2 separate regions of the Mus musculus genome follow, and region 2 is linked to region 1. A link is a contact called in public HiChIP or PLAC-seq data. All regions are on one chromosome and are shown on one strand. Each heading gives the region's core, a stretch centred on a gene start, on an enhancer-like site or on the middle of the called end of the contact. The rest is flanking DNA. Distances are from core to core; before and after follow the strand shown. Region 1 overlaps Ext1 (exostosin glycosyltransferase 1). Region 2 overlaps Samd12 (sterile alpha motif domain containing 12).

Region 1 (4,727 bases), core at 1,629-4,128:
TGTGATTATGAATCATTTGTGAAAAATACAAAATGAAGTAAGAATAAAGCATTTTTCATGCCTAAGCGAGACTATGACAGGAAACACCCGAGCTCAAGGGATTTTTCATTTACCATAACTTTCTAAATGGACATTGGGAAAAGAAGAGGCAGAAGAACCGCTCATTTTGTAGATCAGCTCATCTGAGAAACTGCACTCAGAGTTTAAAATGTCTCTTTATAAAAGTCCAACATTAATTCAAGTGGAGAAGGAAGTTATGCCCATGTGTAGACAAGATAACTGGGCTGACAACGGAGATTAAAGAGCCTTGAAGTATCCTTCTAAACTTATTGACAAGGAGCTTCCTAGTAGGCTTGCTATAAAATTTACAACACGTCCTCCCAAAGGCCACAGACCTTCCGACCAGCAGGTAATTCATAGAACGGATTCTAAGCTGGCTCATTGTAAGGGACTAACAGAGATTTACACTGAGTACTTTGTTCAGGGTTCAACACACTTTAATTACATCAGATAACACCTGCTGTTCTCATTTTTCCTGGAAACGGGCTGAGTCCAACTCCTATTTATTTAAGCGCCTGCAACAATGAGTCTCTGCTGTGTCAAAATATGAGGACAAAACTGAAGGTAAGGAGGAAGGACAGGAAGAAACCTGTCTTGGGCCCAGCTCTTGATGGGCCCTGAATTGTCCTTTTGAGGCTTTACAACAGCTTAACCTAAGAGTCGGGTGGGAACACACTGGGGAAGAGCTGGGCTGAAATGAAATTTGGGTCTGGAAAGAGTCTAAGCCCTGGTGTGCTAGAATGTTGCTGCAGTGGGACCATGACTTGTGCACACTGCTGCAGGTCAGCTACCTGGATTGCTCCAGGTACTATCATTTGGCTAGGCCTGGTCCTTTCTCTATAAGCTTAGGACAAGGATGTTTGCTGCTTTTTATATGTAGAAAGAGTATCTTGTGTATTGAATGGGTGCATCACCTGTCAATTAAAAAAAAAATCTATAGCTTATAGGAAAATTTAAACTAGAAGGTAGGACATCAGGTATGCAGAAAGAATTCTAGGATAGAGTTGGACATGGGAAGAGTAGCCAGGGAAAACATGAGGACAGACACGTGGTGCCGGCGCAGAGGTGACCAGTAACATGGCAGAATGTAGATTAATGTAAGTAGATTATGTTAAATTATTAGCTAGTCAGTGAATGAGCCTAGCTATATGGCCTAAGTATTTATAAGTAAATTTTCAGTCTTAGTCACTAATCAGGTTGCTTGGGGCTGGGAGGAAAACAGCCCACCATACAACATTTATATGTATCCACAAAAAGAAAATTTATTAAAAGGAAGTATGTGGAATTTTGGTCATGTTGTCTGGATCCCAGTGGCTTGTGCATTATTAAGAAAAACAAAACAAAACAAACAAACAAAAAAAGCTCTGTCATTAAGCTATATCACCAACCCCCAAAATGTGTGTTTCCATCCAATTTAAAACAATCTAACAGTCTGTATTTAGGGAAAGGCATACTAGGCCTAATTTAGGTAGGAGTACACTCTATGAATATGAGAATAATAGTAACAAAACACAAAGGCCAGGCTCTTAGATGGAAAACCCAATATTATTTGGAGTCACATCCCTCAGGAAAATCAGAAAGTGGGAACAGAGGCAGTGTTTTAATAATACCTTTAGGACGGTCCACATTAAAGAGACAAAAAAGAGGAGGATGCTAAAGGCCAGGCCTGGACATAGGTATCTAAAATTCTAGGCAGTGAGCCATGATGCTCTTGTTCAAAGCATGCTGGGCAACTGGGTAAGATCCTATGTCAAAATAAAAACAAACCAATGAACAAAGATACCAGGGACATGGCTCAGTTAGCAGAATGCATGACTCGTATGCACCAATGCCAGAGTTTGCGCTCCAGCATTACATAAAACCAGACATGGTAGTGTGCACCTATAATCCAGCATTCCAGAGGTTCACTGTCATCTCATAATGAGTTTAGTATTTGCCTTGGACACCGGAGACTCTGACCTCCAAAAGAAGATAATATATAAATGATAAAATCAAAAGGGATGAAAATTTAGCTCACAGGAGAGTAGTTGTTCAGTATGTCTGAGCCCCTGGCTTCCATCCTCAGCCACACCTGACCACCCCACCTCTCCAACTCTTAATCAAGCCTCTATGCTCCTGTTCTCCTCAGCTCTTCATTATCTTAAGTGATATAAAAACAGAAAACAGACATTTGTACTGAAGCGCGTCATCCATTTTATAAAGTTACTCATTGGCTGACATAGTGCAAGCCATATTTAGCAAAATCTGAACAATACAATCAAAAAAAAAAAAAAAAGAAGGAAAAAGAAGAGAAAAGAAAGAAAAGAAAACCAAATACTTACTATGTTTCACTACTGGCAAGGCTATATGTGCTAATTATCTTAATTACTTCACCTTTCTACTCTTCACCCACTTTCTACACTGTGTCCCAAATAATAATCTATGTTTGGTTTCTCAGGGCTTCCGGGGATGTGCAGACTATCATCTTTGTTAGACTCTCACCTAGTTGGATGCTTAGCCATTAATGTATGCACATAGACACACACTTCAGACACAACTTCAGCCTCTTTCCTTGTAGCCAGAGTTGTGGTACATTGCTTTCCTGCAGTAAGAACAGACAACAACCACCCCCCCCACCAAACGCTGACCCCCGGGTGGCAGAGGAAAGTTGCCAGGATGCACAACTGTGAGTGTTCTTCTGCTGGACTCTAAACCTCACGGACTACAGTCTTAACAGAGCCCTATGTGAGCTCTTAATTACTCTGCTTCCTCCACCCTACCTATCTCTTATCTCCCTGACCACACTCCTGGTGACTGGGTCATCCGAAAGTTTCAAGTGCATATGGTTCAGGGTGCCAGATGACCAGGCCCAACTTATCAGCAGTGAATGCCAGCCACCTTTGCCCCAGGTTTGATTACAGTGAATTATGAATCATTCTTGCAGCTGTTCAATTTAATTTTTTTATATATAAAACTGATGGAATATAAGACTTTCAATCTCACAGCAGGACCTGCCATTTACTGAATGCTTATTCTGGGGCCTGGCCCTGTCTTTATACCATTCAGTCACTAGATTTTCATGATAATCACATTAAGCAATGTTAGTATTCTCGTGTACTAGGGAAGAAACAGGTGTGGCTGAGTACCTTGATGGTTCCTTCAGTATCCATTGCTGGTTTTCTTCCTCCTTTCTAGAACAATCTAGAACAATCTGTTCTCCATTAGGAGACTGCTGGTGGTATAATGTCTGGCTCCCACCAGCTCCCACTCACAGAATGTTCTGATGGTCCAGCCATTCATGGCACTGTTCTCTCCAATGAGCAACTTTGTCAAGAGGATTTGGGTTCCAGGAAGGTCCCTTTCATATTCTTTAGAGCGCCTCAAGATTTATAGATTCTTTTCTTATTTTGAACCTTAACCAGTTCAACTCACAGGCGGTCTTCCCAGCCAACTACCTGCACATATATATATTCATACCACAGGACCCATCATGGAAGCCTCTCTGGACGAGCTATGCCTTGATGCAATAGCTACAGCCAGGCCATCTTGTTCCCAAGAGAAAAATACATTTGTCACCAAAACTGGAGTGCTGAGGTGGCGAGTAGAGATCATAAAGTGTCTGGAACCCCTTGGATATGACTAAGCCACAAAATAAACCAGCTGAGGCTCCCCTATGAATCTGTTCCTTGCTCTGTGGATGAATACATGTCCCTGATAAAACATGCAATAAATAAAGCCGAGGTTAGCGCTAAAACTATATCTGGAGCCTTATTTTTAACCCCAATGGTGCTCAGTGGGGTTATAATTCAAAACTCTATTACTATTCTACACATTCTCTGCAATGGTGAATTATCTAAAACCAATGCCCTACCAACAGCATGACATATCAACCTATAAGGGGAAATGGCTGCTTCTATATTCACAAGCACTCAGACACCAAACGGACTTTTTCCACACTACAATTCCCCAACTTGCTGGATATTAATGAGTTGCTAAATGGCTCAATTTGTGTCTGATGCTATACATTCAATTAGTGTGGGATCACAGGTGTGGGGGCTCAGTTTCAATCACTGACACCAAACACCAGTCCTGCTGTTGAACCTGTACACTTTTGAGCTTTTGATACAATTAGTTGTCAATCAGAGCTTTCCACACCCCTCTGCATTGATTCAGCAATTTGGTAGGGCTAGGTAAAGAACTGAGAAAAACAGTATCATTTGTATTGCTGTACTAGGAAAGACAGATATGAGAAGCCAAGTGAGGGAAACATGGTTTGAGGTACAGAAGGGTCCAAGGATAAAAGCACGTGCCCCTACAGAGATGGGGTTAGCTACTACCACCACTCCAGAGCTAGGAGGAAGCGCATGCCTTTCCTTTTATCTGCCCGGTTCTCTCCTGGACGTATTTGCTAGACCAGAAAATACCTGAAAGCTCTCTTTAAAGCTAGAAACATTTCAAGACTATGCTTCATCATTATGGTGCATTCAATTTCTAAGACTTCCCTCTTCCAACCAGGATGGGAGATGGGGTGGAAATTTCAGGGCTCCTAATCTTAGCTTGTCTTTCTAGTTACTGGCTCCTAATCTCAATCAAGCTGTCCAGGAATCCTATCCTTAGGACAAAGAAGGTTCTGTAAACTCAGAAGTTCTAAGAGATTTCAGAGCTAAGCAGGATGCTCTTATCAGCCC
Region 2 (4,727 bases), core at 667-3,166, 490 kb after region 1:
CATTAATAAACTGCAACTCTTACTAGGTGTTTGGTTAAAGCACACTTAAATAAAGAGTTTGCAAACATTTATTCTCTACAGACATCTTCCTACTGTATTCTGAGTCGGAATACAAGACCATTTTCCCTCTAAGATTGCAGTTTCCAAGGAAGGGCACTTTATTTTCAAGAATTGTAAAGAGAAAAATTACTATTAATTCATTGTTTCAACTCTGTCCAGTAGAAAATTATTATGTGTGAAGTAAAAGGAGAGGTTGAGAACAGTTACCTGCCAAACATGGGTTTGGGCTGGTAACTTAGTTGGCAAAATGCATGCCAAACACAGACAAAGCCCTTGGTTCTATTTGAAACACTACATCCATGTATGGTCCCAACATTGAGTAGCTGGAGGCAGGAAGATCAGAAGGTCAAGGACATTCCTGACTACATGGAATACATGGAACTCTTGTCTTAAGAAAATCATCATCATCATCAACAACAACAAATCTACAACATCTTAGTGACGTTTCAGTATTCACCTACCATTTTTAAGAAAGAAAGGAGTGGGGAATACCTTTATAGCTTTTCAGCATCAGTCTGAGAAATAGTCTACTTCATACCTAATCCATCTCAATTTAGCACACTTAGTATCTGACCTTTACTCTTACTCTGGAAGTCTTTGAATAGAATTCAACCAGCCCTTTCATTTTGAAATGTTAGGCTCAATATATATTCTATTACTAAAAGTAGCTTTATATTAAAGGGTGGGGTTCATGGTATAGATGAGGAAGACCACTGGAGACCCCTTAAATGGGGAGGTAATCCCTTCATATTTTCCATAAGCCTGCACTGCTAAGGTTAGGTTCTATCACCACAGAATGTCCCAGTGAATACTACGTACCTAAGGCCTAGCTAGCAGAGTGTTCTAGAGTTTGCAGGGACACTGACCAGGTCGATCACACTTCTGGAACAGAGAAGGACAGCAAGCTGATCAATTTAGAGTCCAGTGTGACTAAGGAGAAATTTCTTTTTAAAAGAATATTACTAGCGTCTCTCATCCCATCTCACGTAGCTGCACGAGTGGCGCTGTTCAGAGATGGTAGTTTTAAAAGGTGGGAACAGGAGCCTGATCGTAGGTCATTGTCATGTACCCTCAAGGTGACTGTGGAACCTCCGCCTTTGCCCAGCTTTGCTCTCTAGGTAAGTGATGCGTGGATGCTCTGTCCAGTGTTCCCCATCCTTTGGTCTACCCACAGAAGATCAAAGCAATGGGTCTGCCTACTTCTGTACTGAATCTTCAAAATGTGGGTCTAAACAAACCTTTTCTCTGCATATGTTAATTATCACTCTATAGAAAGCTATTGCAAAGCCAACTCTACCGTTAGTTGGTGTAACTGCTCCCCCTGGAGGAACTCAAGAGAACTGCAAACTACTCACCATCTAGTGTCCTGCCCACAAAGACTGAGGAGAAGTCTTTAGGACAAAGCAGGTAAATAATCCTTCGCAAATATTTCTTCCAAGGATAATTTCTCAAACAGATTGAGAACCACCACACAGCTCTGTATTTCAGATCTTTTATGTTTTAGTTTGTACCCTCCCAGAACAAGACAGATATAAAGATGCACACGGCCACCATGGCCATGCTTCCTTTTGCATTCGGATAATTTGAGGATAAACTACTTTAAAGGATAAAGATAACAAGATAATCCTTGAGTGTACATGTACATTATTAGGGATAATCAGTTACTTTATGTTATAAAAATAACAGAAAGGCAAAACCACTTTTTGACAAAAGGTTGTACTTAACTGGAAAAAAAAATTGACTAAAGGAGAATGTGTAGCTTCTGCTCTTTGTTCAAGATGAGCATACCAGGAAGGTGACTCTTGATGAGGTTTTGGTAGCATTACATTTCCTTCTAGCCTACGGCTTTTAGTAACCCATTCTAGGATAAACAGTCTCCATTCCTAAGTATGTTTTAAGGATGAGCTGTCCAATCTGCCCACACATGTGGAACAGCCAAGTCTCCTGGACACATTCCATGTGCAGAAGTGGCAGCTCTGACTCAAACTGTCTGCCTGTCCCGTGTGAGAGCGAAGAGAGGAAGAGAGGCCTTCCATGGCAGTTATGGTTCAATGTCATTCGTTCAGTGTGCCCCTTCCCTTCTCTCTGGATGGCTATTTTTTTTTCTTAGACATTCCCCACATCTCAGCAAAGCACAGACATCAGTGGACGGAGTTGTAAAAGGAAAAGGAGAAATCAGATTTTCTTTCTAGCAAATCAGGGAACCTGGGTTCACTAATTTAACAGCTCTACTGAAGTGGAAACAAAGACACAGTTACTCATCTTAACCAGTGCGATGACATTGAAAAGTGGGACGTAAAGAAAAACAGAAAACATTATAAGAATAGATTAGCATCCTGATTACTAACTACAGTAATTGTTACTATTAATTAAGCTAATAGATTAGGGAAAGAACTTTGACCAGACAATGCTTCCATCCCTACCGCCTCCCCCTCAACCCCTCCAAGTCAGGGAACATCACTCAAATTCTGGTACAGAATAATTAGTGACATTGCCCTTCTATTCAGTTGCCTCTAACAGGCCCTTGGGAGTCAGCTGGATTCAAAGAAACCTTTAAACGTGAACAGAATCAAATAGCCGAGACTGGGCTTCATCTAAAATAACATAGAGCTTGTTGAGCTAAATGGTACAGCTGCCAAAATTCCAGATTGTAGAGATTGTCCTAAGTGAAAATCAAACCATTTTCTGGCATACAGATTCATTTATTGAGGCTTGGCTAACCTGGCCAAGTGCTACTGAGGACAACCAACATATGATAGAATCAGAGGAGAACCTCTCAGCCAACAGGACCTTGCTTGACTTCTCCAGGCTTGCTTGCCCTCGCTGTAGCATCCATCTCAAATACGTACCATCGCCTCAAATACATACCATCTACATGCATTCGCAGAATCATCACTGAAGACTATTTGATTATGTAAAACTCCAATTTTATTTTAATGAGTTACCTACTGTGTTTGTATTTTGATTTTTTTCAGAACATTTGCATATTTAAAGAAGTGTTTAGAAATGTGGCCCATGATGTTTTTTGGGGGAAAAACTATGGATTAAGGAAAAAATGGAGCTCTGCAGAATGGGGTTAGTGAAGGAAACTACATTATGAGAGTCCTCCTAGTAACCACCCAGCTTCAGAACAGAGCTCCATTCTCGAACAATGAGTCCTGTCTCTTTCTTAGTCTTCTCTGTGTCTCCATTCTCCCGGAGCTGGCCCTCCAGTAATAGCTGGGCAAATGTTTATTGAGTAAATTAATGAGCACTAATTTAAAGATAATTGAACAATTAGTAGGTAATGAATGATTTGTAAATTAGCAATTTATAATAAATTACAAATTATTTGGTTAATCGGTAAATAATTAAACTTCAATAGAAATAGCTATGAGATATTCAGTAAGTAAACAAATGGACAACACAGAGGGAAAAAAAATCCTCTGAAAATGAAAGGACCAAAATATTGGATATTCACAATGAGGAGAAATGTTATTATTTTCTCACACTGTAAGATATAAGTAGATGCTGAAACAGAATTAGATAAATTAGTGTGAGTAGTGCAATTCACAGTATCATCTTGCATAATAACCTATTATTAACAATGATTTATTTAATATTCAACTGCTAAATGCCCAATTTAGGATCTTACTGTTTAAACATCTCTAGAGGATTTTGTATTCCAACTGCATGGCTCTGCAGACGAGGAATCTGAGACTCGTTTGGATGAACACCTGCCTTATGATGCCAGGCAAATGCACAGCTCACTGGATTTTCAGTTGGTTCATTCTTCTACTTCATCCATTCTGCTCCTATGTCTCTAGTATTTACTACACATTCTTTCTATGAAGAAGACCAGATAATTTGTGACTTCTGAATTAGCATTTATTAAGGGATGCATGAAACAGCCATTGTTTTAAAGGATGATGTTTCAAAGCTGGTCTATGATCTTCTGGATCTAGCATGGCTTTGCTCTTAGTAGTTTAGGAATCATTTGTTTCTTTTTTGTTGTTGTTGTTGTTGACACTTATTCCAGGGAGCACAGTAGACATGTTCATAAATCTAGTTTACTTTCTCGCTGTTCTTTCAAACTGCACTTTTGAGGGACGGCCAACTCAAATGTGAACAACGAATGTTATGTGAATCACAAAACTTCCCAAACAAAACTCAACTAAGTAGTTCTTAAAACATAAATAAATAGATAAATAAAGGTCGGGAATATTTTTATCATCCAGTGAATGCATGCACTCGCGTGCAAACATGCAACACCAACGTGTGACACTTCAGGAAGACCTGCTTTTCCCATGGTTTTTCTTGTTCTGAGATTTTGTTAGCTATCGCATAAAAAAAAGGTGTCTAGATAACTTCTGCATCTTCTCTACTTGTAATTAAAGGTCTCAATTTCTCTTGTTGAATAAGAATGTCAGCATTGCAAACTCTCAAATGATGACGGGTGAAAGAGGACCATTACTACAGAGTACCGGCTCTCCTAAGACAATCCTCTCCTTGATAATATCCTTGAAAATATCTTTTACCCCAAAGTGCATATTAATGGCACTAGGCTGGCAGCTCTATGATAGGTAAGTATGATTGTAGTGAGTATTTAATTAACAAAGGCAAAATAATGAGAGTAGAGATGACAGAATACTCCTTAGAGTGGAAAGAAAATAGAAAATTTATCCATG

The links. HiChIP or PLAC-seq counts read pairs in DNA pulled down with a chosen protein or histone mark.
Region 2: an HNF4G HiChIP or PLAC-seq map of pancreatic cancer cells shows a contact between it and region 1. The contact joins two enhancer-like sites. A contact is called at or near these places in 3 of 15 datasets of contacts at CTCF or cohesin (the NIH/3T3 cell line, large pre-B cells and pro-B cells), 9 of 484 Hi-C or Micro-C datasets (the 63-12 cell line, the C10 cell line, the CH12 cell line and 5 more), 2 of 115 datasets of contacts at active chromatin or transcription factors (bone marrow-derived macrophages and pancreatic cancer cells) and 1 of 9 other capture datasets (adipose tissue).

The regions. Positions count from the first base shown.
Region 1 is chr15:53,199,648-53,204,374 of GRCm38.p6, forward strand. The region is part of intron 1 of Ext1 (exostosin glycosyltransferase 1); the gene reads right to left. Among named protein-coding and RNA genes, the nearest start is that of Ext1, 140 kb to the right of the region's middle. Within about 2 kb of position 2,879, at least 32 of the 459 cell types and tissues checked have an H3K27ac peak or open chromatin away from gene starts, as enhancers often do. A contact at or near this core is called in pancreatic cancer cells, where this site is marked.
Region 2 is chr15:53,687,480-53,692,206 of GRCm38.p6, forward strand. All of the region lies in intron 3 of Samd12 (sterile alpha motif domain containing 12), which reads right to left. Among named protein-coding and RNA genes, the nearest start is that of Mir28c, 76 kb to the left of the region's middle. Within about 2 kb of position 1,917, at least 51 of the 459 cell types and tissues checked have an H3K27ac peak or open chromatin away from gene starts, as enhancers often do. A contact at or near this core is called in pancreatic cancer cells, where this site is marked.